2 separate regions of the Xenopus tropicalis genome follow, and region 1 is linked to region 2. Evidence: chromatin contacts called from public Hi-C data. All regions are on one chromosome and are shown on one strand. The core of a region is the stretch at or near the end of the contact, and the rest is flanking DNA. Distances in the headings are between cores, read along the strand shown.

Region 1 (3,612 bases), core at 476-2,975, 230 kb after region 2:
AAGAAACCAGCTGGATGGCAGTAGAAAACAGAGAATATAAATTGCTTGTGGTGTTAGAGACCTCAGTAAGTCATTAGCTTGGTTCCCATAGAGTTCATGTTATTCATTGGGATGAAAGTTTCAATTCCTTTCTGTTTTACAGATTCCTTCATGTTGATATCTATTTGACCTGCTTTCCTTAGTGTCATAATAACACTTTCAATCAACTAAAAGAAGCAAAACAAAATTGGCAACAAGTTACGCAAAACATTTTTCAAAACATCTCTAATTTCACCAAACACTGTATTTGAAAAATATTTTGCTGTATCATTGTGAAGATCTTCATTGACTTCACCCCAATGAAATGCTTGCATTGCTGTTGCTCAGAGATTTAGACCAGTGCTTAAGAGAATGTAGCTGCTTGCTCTTCCTATGTACGCCAACACTTTTTAAATATATATATTTATCCAGATATTCCAGATGTTATGATGTTTCTTGATTTTATTGCTGGCAAGAACTAACATACACTCATATCTAGCATGTTCATGAGTTGTGCAGATTAGTTCAGCCGTAGTGGGTATGGTCAAGTTTTTCCATTTTCTTGCTATTAAAAACCTGAAAGCCGTTAATGTATGTAAGATGATTCCTCTCTATTTTGGGTGTTCATCTGCAAAACCAACATTAAGTAAGGCTAATTGCATAGTAAGATTGAGGGTTAGTCCTGTAACTAATTAATAAAGATAGTGAACTCAAAAAGGATTGTAAATATGGCAGCTCTTTTTAGGCCTATAATACCATAAATAGGAAAAGGTTCATAAAAGGTTCTTACATCTAGAATAGTTATGGGCCATATTGACATTTTAAATATTAATAAGCTTTGAATACGTTACAATGTAAATAAAGTCATATAATTTGGGGTATTATTGTAATAAAATTCTCAAGTGTGCCCACGTAATAGCAACCACTAAGAAGTCTGTTTTCAAATAGCTCACCAGAAAATGCTATAGGCTACTAGACAAGTGGCAAACTTAAGTTCATACAGTTATAAATCCTTCACCTCATTTATCTCTTAATTGGCCTGTTGTAATGTGTTTTGCCTGATTTACTTATAAACTTATAGCTCAAATAAAATCTATTTAAATTAATTGAAATAATACAAGAAGTGAATAGCCCACCCCATTACCCTTTATTTCGGAAAGCAGTTAACAATGTTCAGAATCTACTAGATTCTGTCCATGGTGGGAGATGATAATAGGCTGACAAATGATAATAAATAGGCTGCAATGATAATAAAAAGCAATAAGTAACGACTCAATAATATGCAACTGAAGGTTATTGGGCAATGTTCACATTGCAGCATTGTTCATTCACACATTGCAAAGGCAAGTACAATATGTTAACTTATCTCAACTGAACTGCCAGTGGAGATACACACCTATTCAATGCTCAATGGGGGTTTTAAGAAGCATGGATGTTTATGGCTTATTTGCTGGGTGCAAAAAAATTGATCTAAAGTTTTGTTCTTGCAGTACACCTTGTTTTCTATAGAAAATGTATCTATATCTATGCTATGAATTCCCAGGACACAAAGATTTGGACCAGAAAGCAAATGGTGCTCAGGCTAGTGCAAGTTGCAACATGCATGTAATACATGGTATATAGGTGTTAAATGGTAAGCAGTGGTTGCAACTGCACTGGGGCCCAGTCCCTAGTGCAAACATAGGGCCTTGGTGGGAATTTTACCTTGGGGCATTTAAGCCTTTATGCCACTGTCCGTCCCCTTGCTTATTCCCTCTCCCCCTAAGCAACCTAACTTCCTGCCTGTCTGCATTCTGGGCCCAGTTAAACCTGCTTCCCTGAGGGCTGGAGGATTATGCTTTATCCAAAGAAAACATAGAGTAGCAAAGCATAAGTAAGAAATAAAAATGAGGAAATAAATACAGTTTATGGAAACTGGCAGCAAAATAGATTTTATTTTTAAACTGTTGCTACAGAGCTTAAAACCAATGTGTCAGATTTTCCTTATTTTAAGAACTTGATTTCTCTGACTGAAAGTCACTCAGTGGTAAATATTCCCTATAACTGGTCAGGAGTCAGGGGTTGCAGCTCTAGGTCACTATAATGCAGATTCATTTGCCAAAAACAGTAGGAATGAGATTTCATAGCAAATCGACTGTAATACTCCACTATGGGCAGTGAAAGACATCAGAGAATTTTAACTCACTGATCAATGATTTTAGCTGACCTATAAAAAACTCACACATTCTATGACAAATAATAACAGTTATTTGAAAAGCATTCTCCCTACAGTGAAATGTTAGGTATTGTTGATATGTAAATGAGAATGTGCAGAGCATTACATTTTTCACTCCTATTCACCTTAGCAGAAATGCTTTATAAGTAATGTCTTCTTTATAGCACAGCTTGACATAACTGATCATAGCCAGAATATCAATCTACACTGAGCAATAGTTATATTTTTGGTATGACAGTGTTATTTACTAATGGAATGTTTTCTAAACGACAATATAAAAGGACAAAGGGGTCTATGCAAAAGAATTTCAATTATGAGTTTGTCAAACAATAGAGTAATTCGGGGATTTTTAATATACTTGTTGCTTTGAAGCTTCATTGGATATATGATTTAACTGTCTGGACAGACAACAGATTTTGTATTTACTCAATGCTGTATATTTGAATGTGTTGCACAGTGGTTAGTATGGAGGTTGTATTTTTGCATGTGGCTCCTCTAGGTTTTCCATTGGCTTTTGCCCACAACAAAAAATCATATCTGTTGGCCAGTTTACTCCTGTCTGCCATAGAGAGGTTCCAGTGAGAAGGATTTATGTAAATGGCTACTTCATTCTCAGCACTATTTATAACTGTAAAGGTTAATATTAATGGACAGGAATAGGCAATGTAAATTGCTCAGATATGGCATAATTTCCACCATTTTCTTAGCAGATCAACTCATTAGGGAATACTGGCAGTTATCGTTCTCTACAATGTCGATTGTTGCTTATTACTGCTTTAACTCATAGGATATACTTGTCTTAGAATTCTGAACCACACTGATCAAAGGCGAGGTGCGTGTTCCAAATGGATAATGCCATATATAAATGATTTATTTTACGGTACGGCTGAGAGATAATAAAGTATTCAGTACAAGAGAATTTTGTTCCAACTCACCCTTTTAATGATTGAAACAAGTAGATTTCAAATATTGTAAGTTGCGAAAAGGATGATGGAGCATGCACCAAATGCATCAATTTTGTACCTCTTTAGAAATGAACTACAGTTAGTTAACTACTTTTTCTACCTTAGGCTTCCTGTGCCCAACGGCTTTCTGTGCATATCACCTTATTTTTCTATAGAGGTGCTTTGGGCAAAATGATAGAAGAGATACAGTAGTTATTGGTAGCTTCTTTCCTTTCCTAGGTACTGAAATCATTTGGTCAGTAGCAGTCACATTTCCTAAAGGCTACTCCTTCAGTATTCATTTCAGAATTAAAGACCTGCTGCTGCAATTTTACTACAGTGCTTAGGTAGAGTTTCAAGTTTCAAGTTTATTGTAGAAGCTATTATTTTATGCCATCTCAGCCCTGGCTAAACCAACTGAAGTTAATTGAACAA
Region 2 (3,940 bases), core at 1,240-3,739:
GTCACGGCAGGGCAGGTGTTTTTAGCAGCGTGTGGCTATAAAGGTGTGCCAGAGACATTATTCAGTGTCAGATTTATAGCACTACTGATCTGGCCCAGCTGTGACCTGCCTGTTATTTTCTTCCCAAGTGGGGCTCGCAACAGATATCCTAATGTATTGCCTGTTTGTTGGTAGCAAAAGATTAATGAACGCCAATTTCCTGAATTGCCTCTACAGTGGGGGACATTTAAAATGACCTACATTGCAATCCTTTACCCAAGGAATGGGCAGAACTTGCCATAAGTATTATTTTATTCCAATCTTTTTCATCATCACAGTGGGGAGATCTCTGCAGGATATTTGGTTTATTTCCAAACACACAATGAACTAAGAGTATAAATAGTAATTATGACACATGATATGTGTAATAATGTAGCAATTTGCATATGTGTAAGCTTTAGAATACTACTATATTAATTGAATTGGATCCCACTGCAGTGTTTTCAACATTGTGTGAAAGGATTAGAATGTAAGAGGGTTAATTGAGGATAATTCAAGGTGGGATAAGTGGAACTATTAATTAATGAACACCCAATAGATTCATTAGAAGTACCCTTTGCACATAATTTGTATCATAGATATAGTGAAGCCAAAGATCTTGCTTGTATATGTACAAAACCTGGTTTGTATATATATGGACAGTGTAGTATGCATTTTATAATAATGAGTTTGCAGAGTAGCAACGAGCTTTTCAGCACCAAAATGCACCTCCTGTTGGCTTTCCAACTTATTCTACAGGAAGAAACGGAGCAGAGAGCGGTTTGGAAAGAACATGGTATAGCTCTAGCAGCCTTTTCGCACTTTACAGTATAATAAAGCCATTATGAGAATGATGAGCATAGAAGCAATCCTTACTGAAGATACTTTGGCTTTTAAGTGTCAAAACACAAGTCGTGAATAAATCAGCCTCAGGCATTTGCTAGAGATTAATTACAAGCTAATAACATAGGGCAACAGGGCAAGCTGGTGTCAACTCTGGCTTGGTGATCCTATACATACCAATGAATCCATCGTCCCCCCCTCCTCCCCAGAGAACTGTCTTATTTATAAAGCAAACCCTAGAACCCTAATTACAAAATAGTGCAGTTGACTGATAAAGAAAAACAAATAAAAGCAAACATTTTTTAATTAGTTTGATTGTTAAAGATCTTAAACCTGTTGACATTCAACCACTAGACAGACTCCTTACATAACCAGTACAGCAGGCTGTATAAAGATAATATATTTCTGTATATTTTACTATGGCTTGCCGAGTCTCTGATTGTTTTAACTATCCAGATACCAAACACCTCCCAAAATGGAGCCCACTTTTGGAGCTGTGACATGTCCATTTCTGAATCCCTCACTGCCCCTTCCCATAATGACTAATTATTTCATCAAAACATGTAAATATGAGCCTAACTCGGCTATTCTTCATTAAAACATCTCTTTACCTACCTATTTGCCTGTTAGAGTCTGACACTAAGAAGCACAGCCGGCTGGGTTCTACAGCCAGTGCCTTGCATTCTATTCATTTTAGAATGTAGGCTAAAGATGTGTAAAATAAACACACCTTGCAATAACCTAGAAATCACTATTTTTCTGAGGTTTTATTTATCCCCAACCCTTTTTAATTCAGATCCTCTGGCTGCACAATAGAAGTGGACTGCTCAGCCCTCTCACTCCTTAGCAGCAACACAGTTACGCACAAAAAAACGAGATTCCGTCTCACCCAGAGGAGGTGGCTCCAGTTACACTAAAAGTTCAGTATTTTAATTACACTCATCTTCAGCACCTACTGGGTTAATATCTGCAATCTATATAGGCAGCACAATGAGCCTAAACCCCACCATTCATATATGATGTATGAAATGAATACTGATCATTCTCTAGAAACACAGAAAAGGGTGAGTGCTATGCAATCCCTTCCTCATACAGACACATCCTGGTTATATTTGAGAACAACTGCCCAGTTGGCCACTTACAACTCCCCGATTTATATCCTCAGCTGTAGGGGTTGGAGCTGCCATGGATTCCCGTAAAGCAATCAAAAGGCCGATCAGAAACATCTCCTGGTGCCAAAAACTCTCTTTGGAGGGGATCAACAGCATCCCTTGTCTTCCTCCTCAGCCCTGGGTAGATGAAGGCGACATTCATGTGTACACCCAAGCCCTCTTCTTCACATCTCCTCTGCAGCATCAGCACAATTCCACATGTCGGACCCTGCTGCAAGAATATCTGCATGCCATCACATCACATCCCATAACCTCTGCCAACATCCAAGGAAGTTTGAAGAATTCAGCACAACAGGTCAAGGTACCATCGAACTGTCAGCACCAAGGGCAGCTCCTCAGATCACATGGGAAGCACGGTAACAGGCACAGGGGAAAGCAGCCCGATGCTTCAAGGGATCTGGGGTTAAGATGTGACCTGCGCAGCCAGCAGTGGCAGCCAGCTGGAAGTTCAAAGACAGGACAGACTGAGCGCTCTGCAGCTTCTGTTGCTTGAAAAGAGTCTCTGCCGAGAGGTGCAGATGAGAGAATGGCGAGGGAGGTGCAGGGGGAGGGAAGGGAAACTCAGCAGCCTATGGGTGCCAGGGCCCTGCCATTGGGAGCGGCTTGTGAGACGGAGGGTAGGGCTGCTGGTGGATCTAATTATTATTTTGTGCAGATTCAAAGCACAAAGCTGATGAGCTGCTGCATCTCATCTGAGCGATAGAGGGCTGGGTTGAGCCTTGCAAGGAGGATTTCTTTCTTCTTATCGGAACTATAGTGTCTGGGCGCAGAATGACTGGCTCCTAAGTGGCTTGCAGCATGGCAGCAGCAGATCCCTAGTGTTCTGCATTGGGCCGCACACTCTCTCCTGCCAACCTGCCTAATGCCAACCTGCCCAATGCCAACCAGCATTGACACTGACTTACAGAATTAGCAGCAATATTCTCTGAACTGAGACAAGAACACTGCCAGCCCTCCTGCAGTTGTTGAAGTGCAGGTTCCAGGAGATACTGGGGATGAGCTTAGGAACTGCCTGGGAAAGTAGGGGCTTATGCTGTAAAGGACATAGCCTGGCACCCCCTGTAAAGACATGTATGCAAAGGCATACATAATGGCTCATTTAAAAAGTGATATCAAGGTCTAAAGGGCTATCATTTTTGCAGCTTGCTACCTCTGAGTTGCACCTGGGTGCTAGTGGTTGTGCTTCAAGACTGGCATAAAGACTTGTGTTTCTTTCATGTTGCTTGTGCCTTTCCAGTCTGTGTACAGCAAGAGTAGCCCATGGGTGGCACCCCTTGCACATCATTCAGACTAAGCAAGATATCGCAATGGGAACAAGGCAGTAGGCACAATAGAACTCTGTCATGGCTCCTTGGCACTGCTCTTTGCATCTTGCACCCAGTTTTCTCTCTAGCATAGTAGTGCTTACTATTAAGTACTGCAGATTTGTGTCCCCCAGCCCTGAATGAGCCCATTCCATTTGTATCTGGGGGCTGTAGGTGCAGACTTGAGCCTAGGGGGCATCACATTATCTGTAAATTATTTGTATAATTTTTTATGCCAGCTGCCGTTATAGTGCAGTTCCCTGTAGCCACTGACAGCCCTTAGCAGTGCTGGGAGTTGTAGTTTCTCCAAACCTGAAGGCTGATGTCTGCTCAGAAGTGATGATGCCTGTAAGAAAAGAATTCATGCTAATTTCATAATTGCCTTCTGCACCTTGAAGTCTTGTTTCCATTAAGTTAAAACAGTAATACACTTATTAAATGTGTCTAAAATCCTATTGTAACTAACTGTATTTATATCCTCATCAATTCTTTTTTCAGCCTCTCATTTCCACCTTTCATAGAAATACAATTCCCGACATTCCTTGACAACTATATTGTGAGTAAGCTGATGGAGATGAGGTTAACACATAGCTCTCCAGGAAT

Evidence for each region. A called contact is a pair of places that touch in the nucleus more often than the background predicts.
Region 1: a contact with region 2 is called in a Hi-C map of gastrula embryo, with 2.0 times the contacts expected there. The contact joins the enhancer-like site here to the promoter of mmp17 in region 2. A contact is called at or near these places in 3 of 5 Hi-C or Micro-C datasets (gastrula embryo, neurula embryo and tailbud embryo).

What each region holds. Positions count from the first base shown.
Region 1 is chr1:156,986,201-156,989,812 of UCB_Xtro_10.0, forward strand. No RefSeq gene overlaps it. Among named protein-coding and RNA genes, the nearest start is that of sfswap, 97 kb to the left of the region's middle. Within about 2 kb of position 1,726, at least 2 of the 11 cell types and tissues checked have an H3K27ac peak or open chromatin away from gene starts, as enhancers often do. A contact at or near this core is called in gastrula embryo and neurula embryo, where this site is marked.
Region 2 is chr1:156,756,375-156,760,314 of UCB_Xtro_10.0, forward strand. mmp17 (matrix metallopeptidase 17) reads right to left here and starts at 2,490. Exons shown (of 10, transcript NM_001102999.1): 1 at 2,004-2,490. The coding sequence starts at 2,129.